Regions from separate parts of the Rattus norvegicus genome. Here region 1 is linked to region 2. Evidence: chromatin contacts called from public Hi-C data. All regions are on one chromosome and are shown on one strand. The core of a region is the stretch at or near the end of the contact, and the rest is flanking DNA. Distances in the headings are between cores, read along the strand shown.

Region 1 (6,071 bases), core at 1,248-3,747, 180 kb before region 2:
CCAGAGAATGATCTTGTGAGGGAACCTGAGTAAGACTTGTCAGAACCAAGAGTCTATGTTCAGCCAGGAAGGTTGGCCAGCACCACGTGCACGGGGTTGTAAGCACCGCCTTTGCAGAGGAAAAGGAACCGGGGAGGAGAAAGTTGATACAGAAACAGACAGCAAGGGCACTGCTGCCGGGGAACTGGTCTGGACCATGAGCTATGAATACTGAAGAGAGAAGGGGGTAGAGGGGAACTGAGAAGGGCTATGGTATTCAGAGTAGAACTAGAGAGAGGAGAATGCCCTTAAAGAAAGTAGTTTCATGAGTTCATAGGGCTGAGAACATCTGGTATGAATTGGTTAGAAATATGAAAGCTTTCTGGATGGCTAAACAACCTTTTCAGGAAAAGAATGCTTTTGTCATAGGTACTGTGTAGACATGTTTAGGAAAATGTAGAAAATGTTAGAAAAACGAAAATCACTACAATTTTATCAAGTTCACAGAAAAATGGTGAGCTGTTGTCAGTATCATTTTCATCTGCCTCCTATGCACACACATGTCCCTTCCATCTCCCTCCTGTTCACACAAGTCCTTTCTGTCTCCCTCCTGTACACATGCATGTGTCCTTTCCATCTCTCTCCAGTGCACACGTTCTTTCCATCTCCCTCCTGGCACACATGTGTCCTTTCCATCTCCCTCCTGGCACGCATGTGTCCTTTCCATCTCCCTCCTGTACACACATGTGTCCTTTCCATCTCTCTCCTGTGCACACATGTGTCCTTTCCATCTCCCTCCTGTACACACATGTGTCCTTTCCATCTCCCTCCTGTACACACATGTGTCCTTTCCATCTCTCTCCTGTACACACATGTGTCCTTTCCATCTCTCTCCTGTGCACACATGTGTCCTTTCCATCTCCCTCCTGTACACACATGTGTCCTTTCCATCTCCCTCCTGTACACACATGTGTCCTTTCCATCTCTCTCCTGTACACACATGTGTCCTTTCCATCTCTCTCCTGTACACACATGTGTCCTTTCCATCTCTTTCCAGTGCACACATGTTCTTTCCATCTCCCTCCTGTGCACACATGTGTCCTTTCCATCTCCCTCCTGTGCATGCATGTCCTTTCCATCTCCCTCCTGTGCACGCATGTGTCCTTTCCATCTCCCTCCTGTGCACACACATGTCCTTTCTATCTCTCTCCAGTGCACACATGTTCTTTCCATCTCCCTCCTGTGCACACATGTGTCCTTTCCATCTCCCTCCTGTGCACACATGTGTCCTTTCCATCTCCCTCCTGGCACGCATGTGTCCTTTCCATCTCCCTCCTGTACACACATGTGTCCTTTCCATCTCTCTCCTGTGCACACATGTGTCCTTTCCATCTCCCTCCTGTACACACATGTGTCCTTTCCATCTCCCTCCTGTACACACATGTGTCCTTTCCATCTCTCTCCTGTACACACATGTGTCCTTTCCATCTCTCTCCTGTGCACACATGTGTCCTTTCCATCTCCCTCCTGTACACACATGTGTCCTTTCCATCTCCCTCCTGTACACACATGTGTCCTTTCCATCTCCCTCCTGTACACACATGTGTCCTTTCCATCTCCCTCCTGTACACACATGTGTCCTTTCCATCTCTTTCCAGTGCACACATGTTCTTTCCATCTCCCTCCTGTGCACACATGTGTCCTTTCCATCTCCCTCCTGTGCATGCATGTCCTTTCCATCTCCCTCCTGTGCACGCATGTGTCCTTTCCATCTCCCTCCTGTGCACACACATGTCCTTTCTATCTCTCTCCAGTGCACACATGTTCTTTCCATCTCCCTCCTGTGCACACATGTGTCCTTTCCATCTCCCTCCTGTGCACACATGTGTCCTTTCCATCTCCCTCCTGTGCACACATGTGTCCTTTCCATCTCCCTTCCGTGTATACACATAAAAGAATTATGTTGAATACTCAGGATAAGGTCTGAGACAGTGTGGACTAGATTCATGTTTACTTGTTGTTATGTGTTTCTGTGTGCCTGCATAAGGTGTGTTCATTTGTGTTCCTCTGTACCAGGGAGAGGGAAAGTTATGAGAGAAATTGGAAATGCGATGGGCTGAAACTAATTTGTTGTTAAGAGGTAGAGAACAGACTTGATAGTCCCTATAAAAAGTCATTGCTGCTGTGCTATTTTTAGGTTTCCTAGTGACTCAACACTACTTATTCTCTGCACTGAGGAAGAGTACGTTTGCTGCACAGAACTGCTGGTTACCAAGGAGCCACACTGGAGCTCCCAGGCCTGCAGGGAGCTACCCTGGATGGGGGCTCCTGGCACTGTACTTCTGATGCTTCATTTATCCCTTGTGGTCCACACCTCTATCTCTCTTCCCTGCATTCCAGACTATATGATACTCATCCTCCCCCCCACCCCCCGCGTGCATGTAAGAAGTAAGCTGTAGCCTGAGCAGGAGCACACAGCTAGTACTGGGTGGGTAAGCATCTCCATGTTGGTTTGGCATTGCAGGCTCTACCTGGAAGAGAGGCTTACTCTCTCTGAGTCTCTCTCCTAATTTCCTTTGTTTCCATTTCAGAGACCAAGGCAGAGTGCCAGACAGGGTGCTAGGGAATCATGTGTGGTTCCCAGTGAATACTGTCAGATTTTGAAGTTTTCAAATCCCTCACAACACCATGTGCAATTTTCTTTTGTTGTATGTTTAGCCGTGAATGTTTTCTTTACACTTTGTAACAACATTTATTTTGGGAATCAATATGATGATGTCCCTACCGGAGAAGCTTTGCAGAGAAGATTGTGACAAAGCAAATCAAGCACTCAGGAAGCACTGCCCCCTTTCAGCAGGCATGCTGGGTAGCAGAGGTGCATCTTCCCTTCACTGTACTTTCTTTCAGTTGTTGGGTTTTGTTATTATTGTTGCTCTTTGTTGTTTGCTTGCTTGTTTGAGACAAGCTCTCCTTATATAGCCCTATCTGGCCTGAAACTGGTCTACTTGCCTCACACTTCCTGGGTTCTGGGAATAAAGACATACGATGCCATGCCTGGGCGAACTATGTGTTTGGTTGGTTGTTTTTCAAGGTCTATATGTGGAGCCCAGGCTGCCTTCGTGCCTTAGTCCACGGAGTGCCAACTCTGTAGTTTTTTCTTACCACACCTAGCTTCCTTAACTGTGTGCCCCAAATTACCAATAAACTTTGTAGTGTTTCATGACAGTGTTCCATCACTGGCCTGTGATTTGGGGAAGGATTCTGTGCATACTGGGGAATTTTTACATTTCACAAAAGGATTTTGTAAGCATTTCTGGGTAACTTTTGTGTACAATTAGGATTCTTTCCTGAGGCAAGAGTAATCATAGATTTGGGTCAAAAATATGAGAATGTTGGTGAAACTCTTATTTTAAATTAAATTTAAATTATTTCTAGTGTTTAATTTAAAAAATATTATTCAACCTTTCCAGATAAAAATTGACAAGATCTTTTTTAGACATAGTTCTATGTTCTTTGAATTTGTGTTTTTAATTAACTATTTAAACATTCTCTCTCTCTCTCTCTCTCTCTCTCTCTCTCTCTCTCTCTCTCTCTCTCTCTCCCCCTCTGTGTGTGTGTGTGTGTGTGTGTGTGTATGTGTATGTGTGCGCGCGCACGTGCGAGCTGACATTACATACTGAGAGCTTCCCCATGTAGGTGCTAGGAACTGAACTCTGGTCCTCACAAGAGCAACAAGCACTTTTAACCAATGAGTCTGTTCAATCCCTAATAATTATAATTCGTATTTGCTTTTGAAATTGTTCTAATTCTGAAAGAAGTGCTCATTGTAAAGTACTACAAACTCTAGATAACAAATGACTTAGAGAAAAGCCAGGTGTATTCCTCTGCACCTTAAACACACCATGCATGCACGCATGCACGCATGCACGCATGCATGCACACATGTGTGCATGCACACGTTTACAAGTTGGATATGTGTCTTTCAGATGTTTTCCATGATTATAGAAATAATTATAATTTCACTAACATGTGACTATATTGAGTATTTTAAACCAAATGGAAATTATACATTTTTTCTAGAGAAGAACTAAGATAGGTGACTGCCATGCTATGGTCTTAGCTTTATCAGACAGGAAGTTACAGAAGTCTGGCTGTGTTTATGTCTCCATTTGACCGCCTGCAGAAAGCATATCCAGTCTTTGCTCTCATGCTGCTCTTGGAGGCAGTGACGGATAATCATTGCTGTTCAGTAATGTCCATCTGAGACCAGCGTCTGTGCAACCAAGCAAGCAAGTGCAAGTTGTTTCCCAGCCCTGTTGTTCTTTATGACCAGCAGCCTGTCATTAGCATAATGTTTGCTTTATGCTCCTACAGACATTTTATCACATGAATTGCAGTTTATAAATATTAGCCTATTGATCTTTTCTCCTCCTCTGTCTCCTGTGAGAATGTCTGATAAATGCCATCATTTCTTTGTTACATAGGTAAAGGACAAAACAAGAAGGTAAATCCCCAGGCGGGTGACACTCTATGTTTGGTAAATGATCTACAGCTACCATGAGACATTCAGAACACATACAAACCCCCGAGCTTTTCTAGAGGTTTGCTTTCTACTTGATTCTTAAAATCCAAGCTGCTGTGTCCCCTTGCTCAGCTTTTCCTCTCAGCATTGTGACTTCTGACATACACAATAATGATCAGATTATAAATGATCAAATAACATGCTAAAAACATACTTGATTTATTCCACAGAAACCTCTACCATTTATTTTATTTTTACATCTTAGCAGCAGTTTATTGAAGAAGAGTCTGGAATTCTTCCATGGAAAGCAGGCCCTTCCTTCATTTAGCAGATTTTCACTTAACTAAGAGACAGTCTTATTCATGGTCCTCACTGAAGACCACTTTTCCAAGTGATCACTACTGTACAGCCTTGTAGCCCCCAAGAGCAACTGTCTGCTCTGTCTGCTAAGCCTTGGTTTCTGTAGATGTATGTTGATTGACATGTCCTCATCTTCCTTTGAGCTTCCCTGTGTCTTTCTGGAATGATTTGGGGATTTAGTTTTGTGGTACAATGCCTGTTTAGCAAGAGCATGGCCCTGGGTTTAGTCCCAACATGGAGGAGAGATGATATAGGAAAGAGGGAAAAGGGGAGGAAGGGAGGGAACGAGGGAATGAGTCTGATTTCTCCTAAGGTACATCTCTGTTGTCTACTCATAGTGCACCTTGACTTAGGAATTATTTTTCCATTGTAATTTATTTTGTCTTTTACACATAATGAGCAATCCAGGATCATTAACTCAAGCAGCTTGGCTCCATATATCATAAGCCATGTTCTTTCAAACAGTTCCTTATGTCTATGTGCCAGTTTTAAAACTAAACTATTCTGTGCAGTGCCACAGTGCACATGTGTATCCCATCACTGCCTTTGGATGGTATATTCACATCCTACCCAATACCCCATCTGCCTGCACCATTGACGTGGACAGACTCTAGCTGTAGAAGAGAGATCTCAACTGACACAAGGAAGCAGCCCCAGAAACACTCTTCACCTTGAGCATAGACCAGAAGTCATCTACCAAACTAAAGAGAGCATCGCTCACCAGAGAGAACAAACAGAATCAGGATCTCCACAACCTGCCACTCACAACTCTCTGACACGCTAAGAACAAAGACAACCAGAGACACCCCACTCCATAATGAGCCAGGTGTTGAGACTGACAGACAAAGAATGTAAATCTGCCTGCAAAGTATCCCCACTGTGAAAACAAACCTGTTTTCATGAGTGAAAATTTTAGCAGGGAAATAGATACAGTGGGAAGCAGCCAAGTGGAAAGTCTAGAAATGAGAAGGATAGTTTCTAAAATTCCCCAGTATGTTATAAATTTGTACATGTAAGCTCTTATCATGCATGAGGATAAGCAGGAGGCCCCTCCTCCATTGCGATACACTTGTACTAAATGAGGTAGCAAGGGGCGGGGCAGGTTTATCCATCTGAGAGACCTCGTTCTCTGTAGCCTGGAGGAAGATAATTTGGGAATAAGTAAGATTTATAAATAACAATTTATAAATAAGTAGATCTATAAGAAAGT
Region 2 (6,693 bases), core at 2,437-4,936:
CTTCCTACTGATGACGATACCCAGGCACTCTAATTCTGATGTGTAGCGGCAGTTCTAAAAGTTTGTGTGTGCCCTTCTCATCCCACAACTTAGTGAGGAAGATGAAGAGCAAAGTGCCTTAAAAGAGCAGCCAACCTGTGCTCTACGGAGCAGTACTACAGGACAGGACTCCAAAGGGAGTCATGGATGTGCCCTAGGGGACTGTGTCTTAGGAAGGGCCTCTTTGGAAATATCAGTGAAACTGACTGTTCTCTAAACTAGATCCATGAGTAGGTAAGTTTGTAAGCATGCTCACCTTGCTAGCATTGAATACACAAATAAGGGCAAGTGAATGCAACTGAAGCTTTTTAGAAATAGTAGCTGCCTAACTTTGCATTTTGACTTAGTTTTAGGGTGAAGATGTAACTGACTGCTCTACCTTTAGGGTTAATGTGTTTCTGCATTAAAAGTGGATGTTTGCATGTTTTCAACAAGGTGGGAGGCTAAGAGTAGGTCAGTGTGCTTAGAGTAGAGCAATCAGCAAAGCTGATCCCTAGAAAAGCTGTACTGTCCACGGCCCCCTGAAATCTAAAGAGGCCTCTCATGCTTCTTCATGAGCCTGTTCACCAGAGCAGCTCCTGAGCACCCTAGGATGCTGGGTACTCACCTCAGCTAACTTTATGACTTATGATGCGATAGGAGTTTGCACTCCCTAAGATAAAGTTGACCTTATTTTTTTTTAAGAGTGGGTCTTTGGAGATGGCCTGAAATAGTGAGACACATACATCAATTTTCAAAAATAATGCCCTTTTGCATAATATACACTGAAAACTAATCTGAGGCTCATCAGTTTCTCTGTGCAAGCATGTCTGTAGTAATCATCAAGTTGAGTTTCTAAGAATCCTCTAGAGTTCTTGAGAACCTGGTTTAGAAGAGACAGTGAAACCCCAAATCTGCATTTTAATAAGGACTTTCATACAGATGGTTGACATGAAGCACACCTGGAAAAACTGAAACCAGAGTCCTTTAGTTCAAATAACAGCTCTACCTCTTAATGTTTTTGGAACTGTGGTCAAATTATTTAATGGTTTTAGACCTCAGTTCATCTATCTACATAATAAGGATAGTGCTATTTCTCAGGCTTTCAGTAAGGACTACACCTTGTTAATCAAGGTGAAACACTTAAGACGTTTCCCAGAGTGACTGTTAAGCTTAGTCCTGCTTATCTGACCAAGCCAACAAATTAAGAATATCCTGGAATAGATTTGAATCATATTGATATTCTGTTGGAATACATTGAACTTAACTGAGAAATCTACAAAGTTGATACTTTGGTGACTAAGATATCATTTAATGGAGTACCATAACTATTAATGTTTACAGAATAAAACCCAACCTTTCACCTGGTGTCTAAGACTCCATTTGCCTCACCTCATACCATCCTCCCCACCCTTACTGCATCTAGTCTCCTGTGCATTCCTCCAACTTTCCTAGATGCCAAGCTTTCAGCACAAGCCCTGTGTGGGTGTGTTCCTTATATCAGTTCATTAGCTTTGATTTTCTGGTGCTCTGTATACTGGCTCAGATCGCACTGCTTCTAAGATATGCTTCCTGACCTCAATAGGTCAGACCCACTTTCTGTGCTCACTGCACATATAGCTCAGATCTTTCCTGCACACCCACAGGTACACTTTATTATGTTAGTTGGCTGTACTCAAGGCTGCGAGATGAGGGCAGAGGCTCTGTGTCACTTAGTTGTGTCACTAGCCTAAATTCCTGACACAATAAACAGCTGCTGAAAAATACTGAATTTTGTTTGATGGAGGATCTGCGTGGAATGGCATGTTTCTGCATAAAACAAACTGGATACTTGGATATTTTCAACAAGGTGAGAGGGTAAGAGTGGGCCAGTGGCCTTAGACTATCAGAATCAGGAAGGCTGATTACAAGAAAAGCTGTACTGTCCACAGGCCCAGAAATTTGAAAACAGTGGAGAAAATTGCAGGTTGTGGATCTTCTCAGTGAGGATTCCTTCCCGAGTTCACAGTGACATAAAGAGACAAAGTAGAACATCAGGGTCCATAGTCTTCAAGGAGCAAATCTAATGTGATCACAGGGTAGAACTCAACACCATCGAGTGGAAGGTGTGGGATTTGAGCCCCTAGTCACTCACTTTAAGAATAAAGGGAGGTCAGAACTGCTGTTCTTTAGGAATAGAGGATGTACTAAGCATGTAAGTCACCTTGCTGCCAGAGCCAGAGCCAATGAGCCTTCTCAATCTCAGCCCTGTCAAAAGCATGCTTCGTGTAATTACCACAAAGACACCATACTTGCAAAGACCTTTATGGAACAGTTTGCCTTGAGGAGATGGTGACACTGATAGTGACAGCAGATCCGCTTAGACCTTAGCTTGTTTTTTCACGATGTCATGTTTTATATATGTAAACATGTATGTCAGAGCTTAGCTTTTTTCATGTTTATCATTTTCTCTATATGTAGGCATGTATGTGAGAGATTGATGTCTTGGATTCCCCTTCCTAAGGAATCTGATAGTGCCATTCATGCAGCCATTCGTTGCTCAGTGGTGGCCCCTGCTGCTAAGGAGACAGACAGCAGCACATACAGTGTTCAACATTAATTCTGATCATGCCCTGCATGTAACCAGGAGAATTTAAAGCAAGCAGGAGGGGAAGAGGTGGGAGAGATGAAAATGTGCTGAGAAAATTAAGGGATTTCTCTCATGTCTGAGGTGCTTTGATGAAATTCTAATGCAGGAAAGAGCTTAACTAAAGACTCTGTGTTTGCAAAATCCTCCTGATTTGGCCATTTCAATATGTAAAGGCTTGCTAGAAACCAAGAAAATGCTTTGTGAGAGGCACCAGTGCAAACTTTTCTTTGGGGTTTTCCAGGGCTATTGTGTAATGATTTAAAGGTACCCACCCATCTGCTAGGTCAGAAGTTTCTATGGATTTGAATTAGGAGTGCAGGCTGTTTAGGTTCATCTGCATCCTTAGTTGGAATCAGAGTGTGGATCCTCTCGTGGGACCTCTGCTAGGATGAATGCTCCTCTCCCCCATCTCTGTGTGTTTCTGGGTGTGTGAGCATCCCTTAAGCACATGCTGTATTTTACAAAGCAAGCGTTTACGTAGCATTTTTGTCTAGAAACTGTAGTGGAGAGAAGGTGGAAGTGTGCATTACAATCAAATAAAAGTAGAGGGGGGCAGAGATGAGATTGTAGTTGATTATGGGTCTGGCAGCAGATGTTCTACACGAATCCAACTCGCTGCAGCCAGTCTGTTTCCATGGCAACAGAATCAGTAATTATTGAGCCCTGGCACTCCCCCCACCCTCCTTCCTACCAAGGTGGAGGCTGATGAATGTGAACTCTCCCTCTCTCCTTGTTCCTCTTCTTTCCCTCGCTTTCTGCAGTCCTTCATAGGAGAAAGTAGAGGTATCAACGAGAACTAAGAGAGGGAGCTATTTGTGTCTTGACAGCAACTGTGAGAAATTAAATTGCAAGTAATCTCTTTCCCTGCGATACTATCAGATCAGAGAAAAGCTCTTCCCAGAAAAGCCGGTGATCTCTGAAGATGCTAAATAAATGAGCAGGAGTTTCCCTGAAATGGAAGCTCCCTTTGATTGGCTGATCTTTCCACAACTCCTGCCAATCGGAGCACCCCTGGGCTTCAGCTCCATAAACATAAGCAAAGCTACATGCTTATTCTTCTGGACTTGGAGCGTATTCCATTCGAAGGTGTGCAGCGGGTCTCTGTTCACATGGCTCAACTGGAAACCTGTTTCTTGAACAAGCTTACTGGGGAGCCATCTGGTCTTCCAGCACACTGTCCTGCTGGGGCACGACTCTAAGTCATATTTGTGGCAGCAGCTTAGAAGCAGTATATGTCGTTGGAGACGATGGACTTACGGAAGCTTGGTGAGTAAATCTTTGTCTTACACATCTGTGCACTGGTATTAGCAGGCTGAGATAGAATGTAGCTTTGTTCTATTGTCTGCCGAGAAAGCCGAATTGGAAGGAACACATGGAAGGCACCATGCAAAGGTTCCCATGATATGGGAGACTATTTCAAAAGGCTTCTTGCTTTGTCTGATTCTAGTCAGATTTGTAGTTGATTGTAAATTATATTCGGATGTTGGCAATCTAGTTAGGATTAGTGTGAGGAGTGGAGTTGTGTCCTGTCTGCCTGGGTATTGATGCATTTCAAATAAAATGTGTTTAAAACCACATTAGTAAGAATTAACCCTGTGGAGTGATAAAAAGGAAGGCACAGCATGGGTACAGGGCTTAAAGCTGCCAGGTTGTATAGCTGACATTTGCATTGAGAAGAGAGATGTTATTAGAATGATCTGTCACTCTTCAGAACCCTGGCCATAGAAGGAAGCACCTCTTCTCCATGTACTGCTGTTCTCAATTCCAGAAATGTGCAACCAGGCTAGGTCATGTCCTTGCCCTTTTTCAGGAACCAATGTCCAAACTGAAATGTGCTTTTTCAAATCAATTTCAGAGATGAGTTGAGATGCAGTCAGGAAGATTTTAGCAGCCAGAAAGCATGTGTGAAAGGGCTCTATGTTACATCTCTCCAACCTTGGAAACCCAGGGGGTTTGCAAAGTTACACTTAAGCACTGGCTCTGTACCAGAGCTGGAATGCTTTGTGCTATTGCACTGCTCCTTGGGATTTAATTTTCTGATACTAAAATTTGCCATGTTCAGTAGTCACAGACAGGCAGGAGAAGAGTACTGTGAATGAGCAGTGACGATCAGCACAGGGAGAGGAAATGTCACTGCCCTTGGAGACCTCCTAGCCGCAAACTTAAAAATACACATGTCAGGAGGAAGCCTGGGCAAAATGCAGAATTCCACAGGAGCTATGATCTTGGCAAATGTGAGAGAGAAGGGGTTGTCTTCTGCTTGGATGCAGAGAGCAGGGCTGAACTTGAGTTTCTATGATGTTTGATGCTTCGTGACTGTTGCTTTTTATAAGAATGTGATTTCCAATCCTATGTCAGCAAAGTGCTGTAGCACCTTTAGAATCTTTTATGGATAAAGCATTATCAATGCATTTATTAAGAAAATCATTTGCAATAGTGGTACATGGGAATGCATTGATTAGAACCTTTAAAAATGTCCTTTTGCTTGAAGAGTGTTGTGACTCTTTACATGGAGGTAAAAATTAAAAATTGCTGGGTCCAAAATGGAAATCTGTGATAGACTGACAAAGATACAAAGGAACCAGGAAGGCTCTGCTTGTCTGAGACTTGGGAGAGGGCACTGGATTGAACAGATCTTCTGCCATGTTCATTGGAGAAACAGGGTCAGCGAGGATTTCCTGACTGTGGCTGACAGTGTACTGAGGATCTGGCCTTCACGCAGAACAATGACATGTTTCTTAGCTGACATCCTCTCTAGGCATACAGGATGGCCTCGGATCCTGAGGCTGCATACAGTCAGATGCATTGAGTCTCCCATGTGATTAGAGGTGCATTTCTGTGTGAGTTAACTCATCCTGAAGCTTCTTCCTCTGGCACCCACTTCAGTGCAGGAACAGGTTTGAGGAAGGCTTGTTTCTCATGGATCAGTGTTCAGGAACAGTCATCTTAGAGTGATTCTCCATCCACCTTTTGCCCCTTCTCTATCCCAGTAGTATCACTTTACATGGGTGGGGGAGTGCTGGCACCTGTTGGCAAGAATGAGAAGAAAGCAGCCTTTTATGGAAGAAGTAAAAACTGTTTCGAGAAATTCTAAAAATGTAGCTCACAAACTATATTTGGATCCTGGAACTCTTTCAGAAAGCTATAGCCTCCTACCTGCCCCCAAGAAAATATATTTTGCATAATTTTTCTCACACTTTGATAACAAGCTGTTTCTGGGGAGAAGGAGATGCCTGTCCTGGGGAATAGCAAAGGATTTTTATACGTAAAGTCCTCATCAACATTTTTTCTTTTTCCAGTGTGAACACTAACTATTACTACATCTCCATCTCCCTCAACCCCACTGGTGTTAGCAGTGAGGCTGACTTCTGAATGAGGTTCTCAATACAGTCAGTCACAGCTGAAATTAAATGTCTTGAGGCTAGAACCGCAGCTCAGTGGTAGAGGGCCTGCCTAGTGTGCATGGGGCCCTGGATCCAATGGGTGCAATGGTCTTCTGTCTCCTGAGCTCGGAGAGTTGTTGACAAAGCAGAGTTGTGGGATTGGTGCTGCACTTGTCCCTTCTGTGTTAGGGTGGAGATGTGCCTGGTGACTACTCTGCTCACCCCTGAAGGAGGATGCCGCTCTCCATTGCTTCTTCCTGCCCTTCATAAACTATAGAGTATTAGAAAGATAAAGGAATAGATAAAAATGTGATACATTTAGTTACTATTTTGCAGAGCACAAAGTTACACAGTAGAAATATAAAAGGATATGGCTATGTTAAATCTCATTCCTGAAATTAAGTATTGAGATTTTGAACAATTCTTCACTTTTCCCATCAATTGTAATAAAATTGATCACAACATGCCTTTGATTGTCACTGTGCCCAGTACAATTATGTGCTTCAGAAATGGAAGAACAATGGGGTCCCCACACTATCCCTATTTTAGTATATTTTATTAATTCTTTGAGAATTTCATACAATGTATTTTCATCATATTTGCCCCCAACTTCTCCCTCTCACTTCTCCCAGATCCACCCACGACCTCTTTAATCTCTCCCAA

What was found. A called contact is a pair of places that touch in the nucleus more often than the background predicts.
Region 1: a contact with region 2 is called in a Hi-C map of frontal cortex, with 3 times the contacts expected there. The contact joins two enhancer-like sites. A contact is called at or near these places in 9 of 12 Hi-C or Micro-C datasets (the A7r5 cell line, the Rat2 cell line, Schwann cells and 5 more) and 1 of 1 datasets of contacts at active chromatin or transcription factors (oligodendrocytes).

The regions. Positions count from the first base shown.
Region 1 is chr17:49,282,242-49,288,312 of GRCr8, reverse strand. All of the region lies in intron 13 of Elmo1 (engulfment and cell motility 1), which reads left to right. Among named protein-coding and RNA genes, the nearest start is that of Elmo1, 230 kb to the left of the region's middle. Within about 2 kb of position 2,497, at least 15 of the 93 cell types and tissues checked have an H3K27ac peak or open chromatin away from gene starts, as enhancers often do.
Region 2 is chr17:49,106,579-49,113,271 of GRCr8, reverse strand. The region is part of intron 16 of Elmo1 (engulfment and cell motility 1); the gene reads left to right. Among named protein-coding and RNA genes, the nearest start is that of Aoah, 360 kb to the right of the region's middle. Within about 2 kb of position 3,686, at least 34 of the 93 cell types and tissues checked have an H3K27ac peak or open chromatin away from gene starts, as enhancers often do.